3 separate regions of the Mus musculus genome follow, and all the other regions are linked to region 2. A link is a contact called in public Hi-C and HiCAR-type data. All regions are on one chromosome and are shown on one strand. The core of a region is the stretch at or near the end of the contact, and the rest is flanking DNA. Distances in the headings are between cores, read along the strand shown. Region 1 has its middle 16 kb from the start of Gm36475. Region 2 has its middle 16 kb from the start of 5930438M14Rik. Region 3 overlaps Gm36553 (a long non-coding RNA gene).

Region 1 (3,452 bases), core at 922-3,421, 310 kb before region 2:
TGTGATAGTTTCCCACATTCTGCTGTTCTTGGACATCTAGGCCAATTCCATAACATAGCTATTGACAATACTCCTATAGTAAATATTGATGGGCAAGTATCTCTGTAACTTGGTGGGTTGAATAGGAATGGCCCTCATAGGCACATATATTTGAATCCGTGGTCATTAAGGAGTAGTATTACTTGACAGGGGTTAGGAGGTATGGCCTTGTTGGAGGACATGTATTACTGGGGATGGGCTTTAGGGTTCCCAAGGCTCAAATACTCGGCCAGGCCGAGTATCTCTCTCCTTCCTGCTGCCTACCAACACAGAAGTAGAACGCTCTGCTTCTCCAGCACCATGTCTGCCTGCATGCTGCCATGCTTCCCGCCATGATGAGACTGGACTAAGCCTTTGAAACTCTAAAAGCCATCCCCAATTAAAAGTTTTCCTTTATATGAGTTGTCATGATCATTATGTCTCTTCCCAGCAACAGAACACTAACTAGAACAGACATGCTGACTTGGTGTCCTTGGGGTAAATAACTAAGAGTGATATAACATAAATGATTAAGTAGTAGGGTGTATTTCTAGTTTTCTTAAGTGACATCTACACTGATTTCTGTAGAGATCTGACTAGATTGCATTCCCACCAGCGGTGAACAAGGGTTCCCTCCTGCTGTTTGTCTTTTTCCAAAGGGGGGTTGTGTTTTCTTTATAGCTGAGCACTGGTTTCCCTCTTCCAAAACTGGCTATATGTTCCAGGGCAGAGAGCTTTCTCTCTGCCCTGGAGAGAAACTCTGAAAGAAATTGCCTCAGAGTTCAGCTCAGAGGACAGCATTGCTACACTAAGCAGTCCAGATCGAAAGAACTTTCGCATTGTTTCAGTAGAACCAATGTCCTCTTTTCCCTGACCTTGGCCACCTGTGTGCTGGAGCACCTAATGTGGGAGAATTAGTGGATGGATTGTCCCATGGCAGAACTGCCCGGGGAGAATCTAAAATATACAGCAAACCTCTGACAGACCACAGCCACCTGAGAATGAGTTTATTACTGTCTTCAACTAGGTCCAACTTAACTCTTTCCTTGTCTCTTCATCTTTATTTTGAGGCCATCTTGAAGGCTACGCTCTGCCTCTAAAATCAGCACCAAACCAAGTTCCTCATTCTAAACCACCCAATCCGGCCATCTTTAGCACTTGGTCCCTATTTTATACTCCTCAGTTTTATTATGGTTCAGCCCATCATTGCTGATAATTTGGGATAGACACATGCAGTAGCAACCCAGAGGAAGGCTTAGTGGGAAGACCTAACCCTACCTACCGTAGGCCCTTCTCCTGGCCCTGGGCCTGCTTCATTAATTGCACAACTGGGCACCATGAGAAACACATGACTGCCATCGACATAGACAAAGAAGGAAAATATGAGCCATCCATTTGGCAATAATGTTGGCATCTTCCTCCCTTCACGCTGCCAAGGCCTGACCAGAAAGATCTTGGCCAGCTTACTGCCTGGTGTAGTCAGTCTAGACACAGGGTGGCTCAGGTCATGGTATGTAGAGCAGCTGTGGTGAATTCTATACATACAAGTAAAGACAGATAAAGGTTCCTGCTTCCTGTCTCCTGTGGAGACACAAACTAGAGTGAAGTTTAAACTGATGGAATTAACCCCTCATGGACTTAGAAAAGTTTTATATTTTTTAAACTTATAATTTGCCTCAGAATAGATATTATATTTTGATTTTCTTTAGAGTTTCATTAATATAAGAAAAATAGATTGTTTACTGTCCACATAAACCATGTACAGTCCTTTTGAATAAGGAAAGTAGACAAATATGCAAATAAATGTTAAGTAAATATAGAAAGATGTGTGTTATGTTTGCAAGGAAACCATGTCCTTGGTCTCTATAGAATGTCAGTCCAGTGGCCCAATTTTGAAAGTAGCTTAAGGAAACAAAGATCACACATACCTACTAGTCTCATTTGTCCTCTCCCCGAATTTAGCCTTCAAGTTAAATGTTATTTCCCTTATTCTGTAAATGAGGAAACGGAGGCTGCCCGAGGGTTGTTCTAGGTCACAATGAGTAAGTGACTGAGTTAAGGATTGACCAGACTCTGCCAGACACCAAAAGCTCATTGCTGTCAGGTTGTCACTAATTTGAGCAACTGTCTTCTCCCTGAAGTGTACACCCAGGGACATTTAACAACATTCCAAGATGAGGTCATCAGGGAGAGCTTGGTCAAGTTACCATTGAAGAAGTCCTCTCATCCATTTCCCAGAAATCCAAGTTGAAAGGTGAGTTTTGTAATTGCTTCCCATTTAATAGATGATTTATTTTAAGTGCCTAGTCTGGTGATGCAACAAGTAGGGGTGGGCTTGGTTTGAAGAGTTTCTGATATTCTAGGATGTGCTTTCACTTCAGTGCATGGTGAGTCTCCCAGAAAATTCCTCAAGATAGTCAGCCACATATCCATAAATGTATATGTGAGCACACCTATAGGAACACAAGGTACACAGCAAGGCATGAGCTAGGTCTGAAGTGTTTCTGATCTTCTGGGAACTATTATTCACTTTCTTGAGCTTTGATTCTTCAAGGAAGCTCCTAAAGAGGGTTAGTCAAATGGTCATAAATGCACACTTGCTCATGTACATATATACTGGAACTCAAGGTATGTGAGGAACATATGAGCCTGTCAGTTCATGCATATATAGGGCATAAGCACACATGTATAGGGTCAAATAGGGAATGTGCATACACACATGTATGCACATGTGTAGAACTATGTATTTAGGAACAAATGACACAGGTACACATGCATTTAGGAACATATGGGAATATGCACATATGTAAACGGGAGAAATAGGTGTGTGTATATGTGCATACAGGAACAGATAGCTTTCAGTTATATCACAGAATGCTATTTGGACAGTAAACAGAGCAGGGACTACTAAGAAGAATGATCCTTCCATCTTGGGGGCTGGTAGTTGGAGGTACAGAAATTAATTCACACAGAATAGATTAAGAAGAGGGAGGGCAGAGTTTACCTAGGGCGCAGTCAGAGTACTGTAACTCATTCACCAGCCAGAAACAAAGAAGTCTATTACCAAACTGGGGTGTGTAGGTGGTAATGGAAGGATAGAGGGTTTTGTTGGGACTTTTCAGCTAATAGACAAGTCACTTTTTTCCTCACGGCAGCTAAAGATACCAGGAATTTCTTAAGAGGAGGGTTGGTAGTAGTTGTATTTTCTGGGGGCTCTACTCAGATAAAAATATTTCATGAGAGGCTGGAATCTGGTCCAGTCAGTGGAGTACCTGCCAAATGAGAAATTAAGACATGAATTTGTGTCTGTGATATCCATTGAAAACCTAGACAAGCTTATACATGCCTATGACCTTAGCATTGGGGTCATGGAGATAGGTGGATTCCCAGGCAGTCACTGAGTTCTGGATTCAGTGAGACACCCTGTCTCAGAG
Region 2 (3,741 bases), core at 857-3,356:
GTTAAAGATTAAAAATATCTGCATACAAGCATGAATCCAGCTCTCTGTTGCAGATGGCACCTATTAAGGTTTTGTTTTCATTTTACTTTACATTTTTAAACTTTGTGTGTGTGTGTGTGTGTGTGTGTGTGTGTGTGTGTGTGTGTGTGTGGCACACAAGAAAATTTGTAAGAGTTAGACCTCTCTTTACATTATGTGGATTCTGGGAATCAAACCAGGCCCACTCCGCCATTTCACTAGCTACCAAGTTTCTGATGGACCTGTACAACAGATAAAGGTTTTCTATCTATATCCGTATGTATCAAAAATACAAAGAATACTCATCTCCAATACACCAAAAAGACGTCATCTGAGACCACCCTGTCCGCCATGTTCTATGTCAGAGAAGGGTAGCAACATAGCTTGGTGTGTATCTTAGTAAAGGTACTATAACACAATACCGGAGACTCTGAGGAGGGAGTTTATAACAACAGAGCTTTAGTCCTTACAATTATGGAACTTGGGATGCTCAAACCCTACTGAGGGCCCGTTCAGATGCCAATCTTCTCTGTCTGTCCTAACATGGTGAAAGAGGTAAGAAAAAGGGTGGGATCTCTTTGGTAAGTAGGCGAATCCCATTTATTACAGCCCCACACTCATCCCCCAATCATCCCCCAGCGCCCAGCCTCTGAATCTTTCATCATGAGAATTAGGTTAAACCTAGGTCTATAAATTGGAGAAGACTGAAAACAGCCTGCATCAGGCAGGACTCCCATTCTGACTCTCTTCTTCTCATTGTCAGAGCAGAAGCCATTGGAGTGGGAATGATTACCCTTTAAACGAGCTGTTAGTTTTATTCTAATCAGGGCTTTGGATGATGAAAAAAAGTCTCCTCAGAAAGGAGGCTGAGGGAAGAAGTTGGCAGAATTCCAGCAAACACAGGAATTTAAAAGAAAAAAAAAAATCTTACAACCTCAGTCTATTCGTTAGGAGGAAAGAAGATAGACTGCATTTTCAAGGCAGGGTGGCACCATTGCACAACTTGAGGTGTGGAGGTTACCATCCAGTTCGCAGTCTGCGTGAGCTGTTCTTGCTGGCATCGCACCATGCACACAACCTGTGCACCCAGACTTGGACAGATACGGTTTAGGGTTTCTAAGTGAGAAAAGCCACCTACAGTGCTTTCCACCCAGGAGTCACAATCAAAGTCAAACTTCTCACAGAATCAAGCCCTAAAGGATAACAATGTCCTGAATACGTCCAGGCTTCTATTTTACGGTTTTGCAAATGAGGCAGTTGAGTGCCTGAAATGTAATGTGTCTTGCCCAAAGTCAACAGGCCTGCGGGTAGAAATGACACACATTTTCCCTGCTTCCAACACGTGGACAAATGGGCCACTTCTCTGTCCAGGCCTTTAGCTTATCTGGATCTCAGAGTGAGTCTCCTTTGCCTTTAACATACGCATGGCTGGAGAATACAAAAGAGTTTTCCAAAGGGCCTGGCCTTTGAGCCATATGAGGACAGAACTTGCTCCCATCGTACAAGAACTTTGGGTCCAGGAAATCGAGATTTTGCCAGGCCCACTCCCAGGCCCTTCTCCAGCTGCATGCTTACAGAACAAATGTGGTTTGTCCCTGCTGGAGTTGACTGACTTAACCTGCCTTGGTTAAATATTGACTCATCAATATATTTAAAAGCCGTATAATTTACACAATAGGTCTGACACTATTCTGGACTTGTTGGTAATAATTACCTATTTGAAATCAGGCCATCCAAGGTGAGAAAAACCAATGACCATTAGCAGGAAGAATGGGAAACTTACAGGTTACTGAAGTGGGCTTTTAATTTAAGTTTTATTTTTAGCACAGTGCTGCTACTCTTCCTGATGGGAGTTTTATGTATATTTGAATGTGTGTGGTACGAGTCAAGTGGAAGGAGAGAGAAGCCTTTTTACCAAAAGCCACTGCAATGAAACCACTTTATGAACAAGCTCCCTGCCAAATTTCTTACTGAAATCAAAGACACCTTTGAGTTCATTGCCCAAGAGCAGGGCGAAAGGCACCTGTAGTCACGTCTGTTTCTCATTTGGTTCCCGTGTAACTCAGATGCCCTGTGGATTAAATGAAACCTGCTCCCGAGTTGAAATCATGTCCACCACATGTCAGCTCAGCTGGAGTTTGGAAACAGGCACTGAGAGAGTGTGCCATTCAAACAGGCAACCCTGGTTTTCCCCCCACGTGTAACCTGAACGGGAGAGTCAGTTTCTAAGAACCGAGCCCTTGCTTCTCCGTAAGGGATACTCCAGGCAGGACCCTGTTTGGACCGCCTCCCACTGAGGCTTTCCCGAGAGGAGGCCATGGCATGCAGCACACGGTGTTGATGATGCTTTGTCAGCAGCCCTTGACCTGTGCCTGAATTTGAAGCCATGTCCTGACACGGAGAAAGGAATACAACCGGAACCCACCCTCACTAGGAAGCTGTCACGGGTGACTATGCTGTGTAGATGCTGCTGTGGGCTGCTTGAGAGTGAAAAGGATTATGTTACAGTCCATTAGGCAGAATAGGACCCAGCTCTTACATGAAAATCCCAGGCCAGATTCTTCCTAAATTTAAACCCCAAGCAGCCTCTCAAATATCCATCTTAATCCCGAATCCTGAAATCTTGTCCCTTTGGTCACATTTTAAACGTTAATGTCTCATTTGACCCTTCTTTCCATGGATTCAATAAGCATGCAGCGGGTGCCCACTCAGAGCATGCCAGTGTCAGCATCCAGAAACCAGCAGGTACACTGTTTCAGAGGAGTGTCTCTTCAGCCCCGGGGGTGGGGCATGGGGGGTGGGGAGGACATTCTGGCTTTGAACTAGCTCTGTGAATGTGTGCTCCAGATAAAGTCAAGCCTCCATGTGGTATTCCAGATTTAAATGGGATAAATCGGGATGTGATAATGTGCTTCAAAAAAAGATTCAATATTTTACTTTTAAAAAAAAATCACAGAAGGATTCCCTTTTAATCTAAACTGCCTTCAGCCCTACCCACTTCTCACCAAGTATATTAGTCAGGGTTCTCTAGAGAAACAGAACTGATAGAATTATATATATGAAATATATATATATGAAATAAATACCTATATTTCATTCATATGAAATATATATATTTCAGAATCCAGGATATTTAAGAGACTACTTGGAGTTTAAACCTGGAAAGAATTTGGTCTGGAAGCTTCATATACACACACACACACACACACACACACACACACATAGAGATACAGAGAGAGAGAGAGAGATTTTTATTAGAGTGGTTTACAGGCTGTGGTCCAGCTGTCCAACAATGGCTGTCCAACAACAGAAAGTCCAAGAATACAGTAACTGTTCCATCTTAGGTGATCTTCAGGAGACGCTGGAATCCTGAAGAAGTAGGCTCTAATGACAGCAAAAGAGTGGACTTGCTAAGCAAGGTAAGGGCAAATAGGCAAAGAAAGCAAGTGCCCATCTTCATGTCCTTTGTATGGGTTGCCACCAGGTATGGCCCAGATTAAAGGTGGCAACACTTCAAAAGATCTGAATTAAAGTCGTCTTCCCACTCCAAATGATTTAATTAAAAAAAAAAAAAAAGTCCCCACAGGTGTACATAGCCAGTTGGGCTTTACTTAATCCTGGATATCAAGTTGACAAACAAGAATAGCCATCACACTAAGTAATTTTATGTAAATTCTCAATATCCCATTTATTCTTAAATGAAGTAACCCTGCACCATATGCC
Region 3 (3,770 bases), core at 575-3,074, 380 kb before region 2:
GACTTAGTCATGGTTTTCATAAATGACTAGAGACCACAGTGACTGTCAACAGCAGTACCTCAAAGTGTGCGAAAGGTATTTACTGATCATATATGATGATAAACAACTCTGCTTTCATGACAGGGAAAACAGACAGCACAGATGTGAATAAAGGCTACCCAGTGCCAAAAGAAGGCTACAAGGAAGTACACAGAGCTTAAAAATTCATTTTTTAAAAAATCTACAGAGATGCATAAAGTGTCCAAGATTCTCCTAGACTAGGAGGATGCAGGCATCTAAGAAAGACTGTGGAGACATCTGAACTGCATGATGCTACATCTGGGAAGCCGAATTTACAGTAGGCTGATTGAGGATGGAGAACTTTGACAAGGAACAATGTTCACAGGGCACATACAATTGTCTGGGAGATAGAGCATGGTGTGTTCCAAAGCAGATGGGTGAGTTCCACTTTTGGTAGGTGGAGTGGAATTTGATAAACTACGTGGAGTCTTAAGCCCCAAATGGCCAATATAGGAGAATACTGAAATCCACCTTTAAGGGATTCATTATTGGGAGAAGAATGTAGATGTGATCTCCTGTCGCCCCAGCAAAGCAGCCAACAACACATGGCCTGTCAGACTAAAGCCGAGGCGAAAGCTTCTACACACAGGCCATTTCCACACAGCGGTCACTCAAGCAATGCAGCTTGTTTGTGAGGCGAACTCCTTTGTCTAAAGGTATGGTGATTGAATGTATGTCTCTCCTCTTTCCTCTCATCTCTGCTGTGCTCCTTACACACACACACACACACACACACACACACACACGCACACGCACACGCACACGCACACGCACATGCACACACACGAGTGATGGTCAATGGAAAACAGACCTGCCTTTGTTCAGTTCACACAGAGTTTCCTGGGCAGTTATGACTCTGAAAACCGTCTGTATCATACTTTAGAATGGCAAATCTACCCACAATTCTCTTGTCTTGAAATTACTGTTTATTCACCGCATATCATTTTCTTGTGACTACTTTTGAATACTGAAAACTCCTTACATGTGTCAAAAATCTGCCCCGAGAGGTATATTACAGTCATGGCTGGCAACGTCACCCACCTAGATTCCAAGTGTGGGAGTTCTTTTGAAAGCCGTGATGGCTATTCTTGGTTGTCAACTAGACTACCTGTGGAGTTAGCTAAAACCCGAGTGGCCGGGTACACCTTGATTTTGTTTTTGTATTTCTTTTTCTTAATTAAATCATTTGAAGTGGAAAGACACACATCTAATTTGGATTTTTTTTTTTTTTTTGAGGTGGGAAAATCCACCTTTAATCTGGGCCACACCTGCTGGTGACAGCCTCTATAAAGGACATTGAAGAAGGAAGATTTTGCTCTTTGCCTGCTTGACCTGGATTCCACTGGCAACTTCATTCCAACATTATTTATCTCTAGCTATACAGACAATATGACGTCTCAGAAAGGGATGAGCCTATGAACCCAAGTCACTCTTCTGCTATTAGTTTTGTTTGCTTGACCTTTCGGTCAGGAGTAGGGGTAAGATGATTGTAGTTTGAGTGCTTACGTTGCTAGGCAGCAACAAGACTCCAAGTCTATGAATCCTGACCTTTGCTCGGGATTGCTAGATCTCCTGGAAAAAAATCCAAACTTAAATGTAAAAATCTTTGGTTTTCTTTTAATGTTGGGAATCTCGATTTCCAGTGACATTCAACAGCACTCGCGGAGACACAAAATAACTTCCAACATTAGGCTCTGGGAAGCCACAGCTGGCCACCAGCAATCACCATGTAAGTAGGTCACACGGAGCTGTGTGTTCAACAGATGTTGACAGGTGCTTGCAGCTACAACAGAAAGCCCACGTGCACCTCGGAAGTACATTCATGGGCAGGAACAAAAGATACTCGGCTACGCTTTTCCTTGCAGAGGCGCAGGGCTCCTGGGAACGCTCAGAGACCTGTAATTTCCAACCTGGGTGGTCAAAAGATCTCAGACAGTTTATGCTCTGCTATGTACCTTCAGACTTTGAGTGTCCACAGCCCAGGAAGCAGCTGTTGTTAGATTACAGCTCGACTTCGAGGAATCTGAAAGTGCCTGGGAGTTATCCATAACCCAGAGATGCAGAGACGACACCATTCCCTCACTGCTTTAGAAGGGAGAAGTTGGCAGTGGCCCAACAGTGAAACCTGGGCACAGAAGGAAGGCTGTTCTGAGAGGCAGAGAGACACGGATAGGGTGGGGCCCACAGATAATTAAGGCACCGAAGATGAAGCCCAATAATAATAATGATGCTAATCACAGCTCCATTTATTGACCACTGGCTCTGAGCCAGATCCTGTGAGCACAGCTCGCTCTCCTGGCATGATCTCATTTAATTCCTATAGAGGCTCCAGAAGGACTAAGTCATTTGCACAAGGTCACCCAGTCAGTGGGAGAGCACATGAGCAGAGTCCAATGTGGCTGACTGCAAACCCAAGGGAAGGGCTGGTGGCCAGTGGGAATTTGGAGAGAGACAGAGGTTTGACCAAGTGGCTACTCCTGGTTTGCCAGACAGGGGAAGCAGGCTGTGTGCTTTCATAGCTTTTACCTGTCTTTTCTTCCCGGCCACAAAAAGATCATCGTAACTTCAACTTCATGGCTGTTCTCTTCCTAAAACTCCCATAGTTTGTTGTCCTAAGAAAGTAACATTGGGGGAAACTTGAAAACCCAATTTTCTTGCCTGTTTCTGCAGACCTACGAGGCAGCATTTTATTACGTGTGGATCTACTGACATGATTCCAATCATAATAAAAGAGCCACGGACCATAGAATGACCTGATTTTTCTGAAAAGCTTTTGCTGATACAGTAACTGATTTTATTTTCCTATTAAAAGTGAAATTGAAAGACCCCTTTAGCAGCTGACTGCATGAACGACCACCTCCCAAGTCCTTCTCAACAGCCATATTGTTCAGAGAAAACAGAGCCCTCAATGACTGCGAATGAACCCAAAAGTCAGGCCTGGAGTCTAATGGCATATTAAATTATTTGACATTGTCAAGGTCACCACTCTCTGCCATGGAATCAATCTTTCCCTCAATCAGAAAAAGCATAAAGGCTTGCAAGCTCTCTTGAGACAACAGTTACAGGGGTAAAGGAGTGAGAAGACAGATGATTTATCTTTATGTTCATTTCTTAGATGAAAATTTCTACACACCTTGCTACTATAAATCCGCAGGGAAGACAGAGGAAGGGAAGGCTTTGAGGTGGCAGAAGGGAATGGGGTTTACTGGGTAAAGACAGCTTAGCTACAGAAGACAGTAAAATATTCAGCAAGTCCAAGGATATTTATCATTAGACCCACAATTAGCCCCCACACGTACGGCTTTGATTTTAAATATGGATGTGGATTCTCAGAATGGGTTCCTAAGCATGCACGTACACGTGGAGTTTGGATACACAGATACTTAAGAGCCTTGGGTTTATATTTTGGCTGGTTACTTGTGAGGGACAGTCTCACTATAAAGGCAGCTCAACTCATCATCATATATGTACTGGCCACTCAGGATGGTTCTAGACTATGCTTGGCACCAAACTAATGTAAAAGCATTATGTCTGATACCACCTAACTAGCTTATATGAAGAGCAGAAACATATGACCCAGCAGAGGAAGCCACCCCAGAGGCTGAGGACATGGACCAGAGCATTCTTTAGCAAGTGCTACCAGCAGAAGACACATGAGACATGTAAGGTCTGTGTAGAGCACAGTCCTGTTGACTTAAGACCTTGACCTT

The links. Hi-C and Micro-C count contacts between places; a contact is called where the count stands out from the background. HiCAR-type assays count read pairs that join an accessible place to other places.
Region 1: a contact with region 2 is called in a HiCAR-type map of kidney, with 2.6 times the contacts expected there. The contact joins two enhancer-like sites. A contact is called at or near these places in 2 of 484 Hi-C or Micro-C datasets (both in liver) and 1 of 115 datasets of contacts at active chromatin or transcription factors (kidney).
Region 3: a contact with region 2 is called in a Hi-C map of liver, with 2.3 times the contacts expected there. The contact joins two enhancer-like sites. A contact is called at or near these places in 2 of 484 Hi-C or Micro-C datasets (embryonic stem cells and liver) and 1 of 115 datasets of contacts at active chromatin or transcription factors (a beta-TC-6 cell line).

What each region holds. Positions count from the first base shown.
Region 1 is chr13:101,522,375-101,525,826 of GRCm38.p6, reverse strand. No RefSeq gene overlaps it. Among named protein-coding and RNA genes, the nearest start is that of Gm36475, 16 kb to the left of the region's middle. Within about 2 kb of position 2,171, at least 27 of the 459 cell types and tissues checked have an H3K27ac peak or open chromatin away from gene starts, as enhancers often do. A contact at or near this core is called in kidney and liver, where this site is marked.
Region 2 is chr13:101,214,441-101,218,181 of GRCm38.p6, reverse strand. No RefSeq gene overlaps it. Among named protein-coding and RNA genes, the nearest start is that of 5930438M14Rik, 16 kb to the left of the region's middle. Within about 2 kb of position 2,106, at least 38 of the 459 cell types and tissues checked have an H3K27ac peak or open chromatin away from gene starts, as enhancers often do. A contact at or near this core is called in kidney and liver, where this site is marked.
Region 3 is chr13:101,596,080-101,599,849 of GRCm38.p6, reverse strand. The region is part of intron 1 of Gm36553 (a long non-coding RNA gene); the gene reads right to left. Among named protein-coding and RNA genes, the nearest start is that of Gm36553, 8.1 kb to the right of the region's middle. Within about 2 kb of position 1,824, at least 18 of the 459 cell types and tissues checked have an H3K27ac peak or open chromatin away from gene starts, as enhancers often do. A contact at or near this core is called in liver, where this site is marked.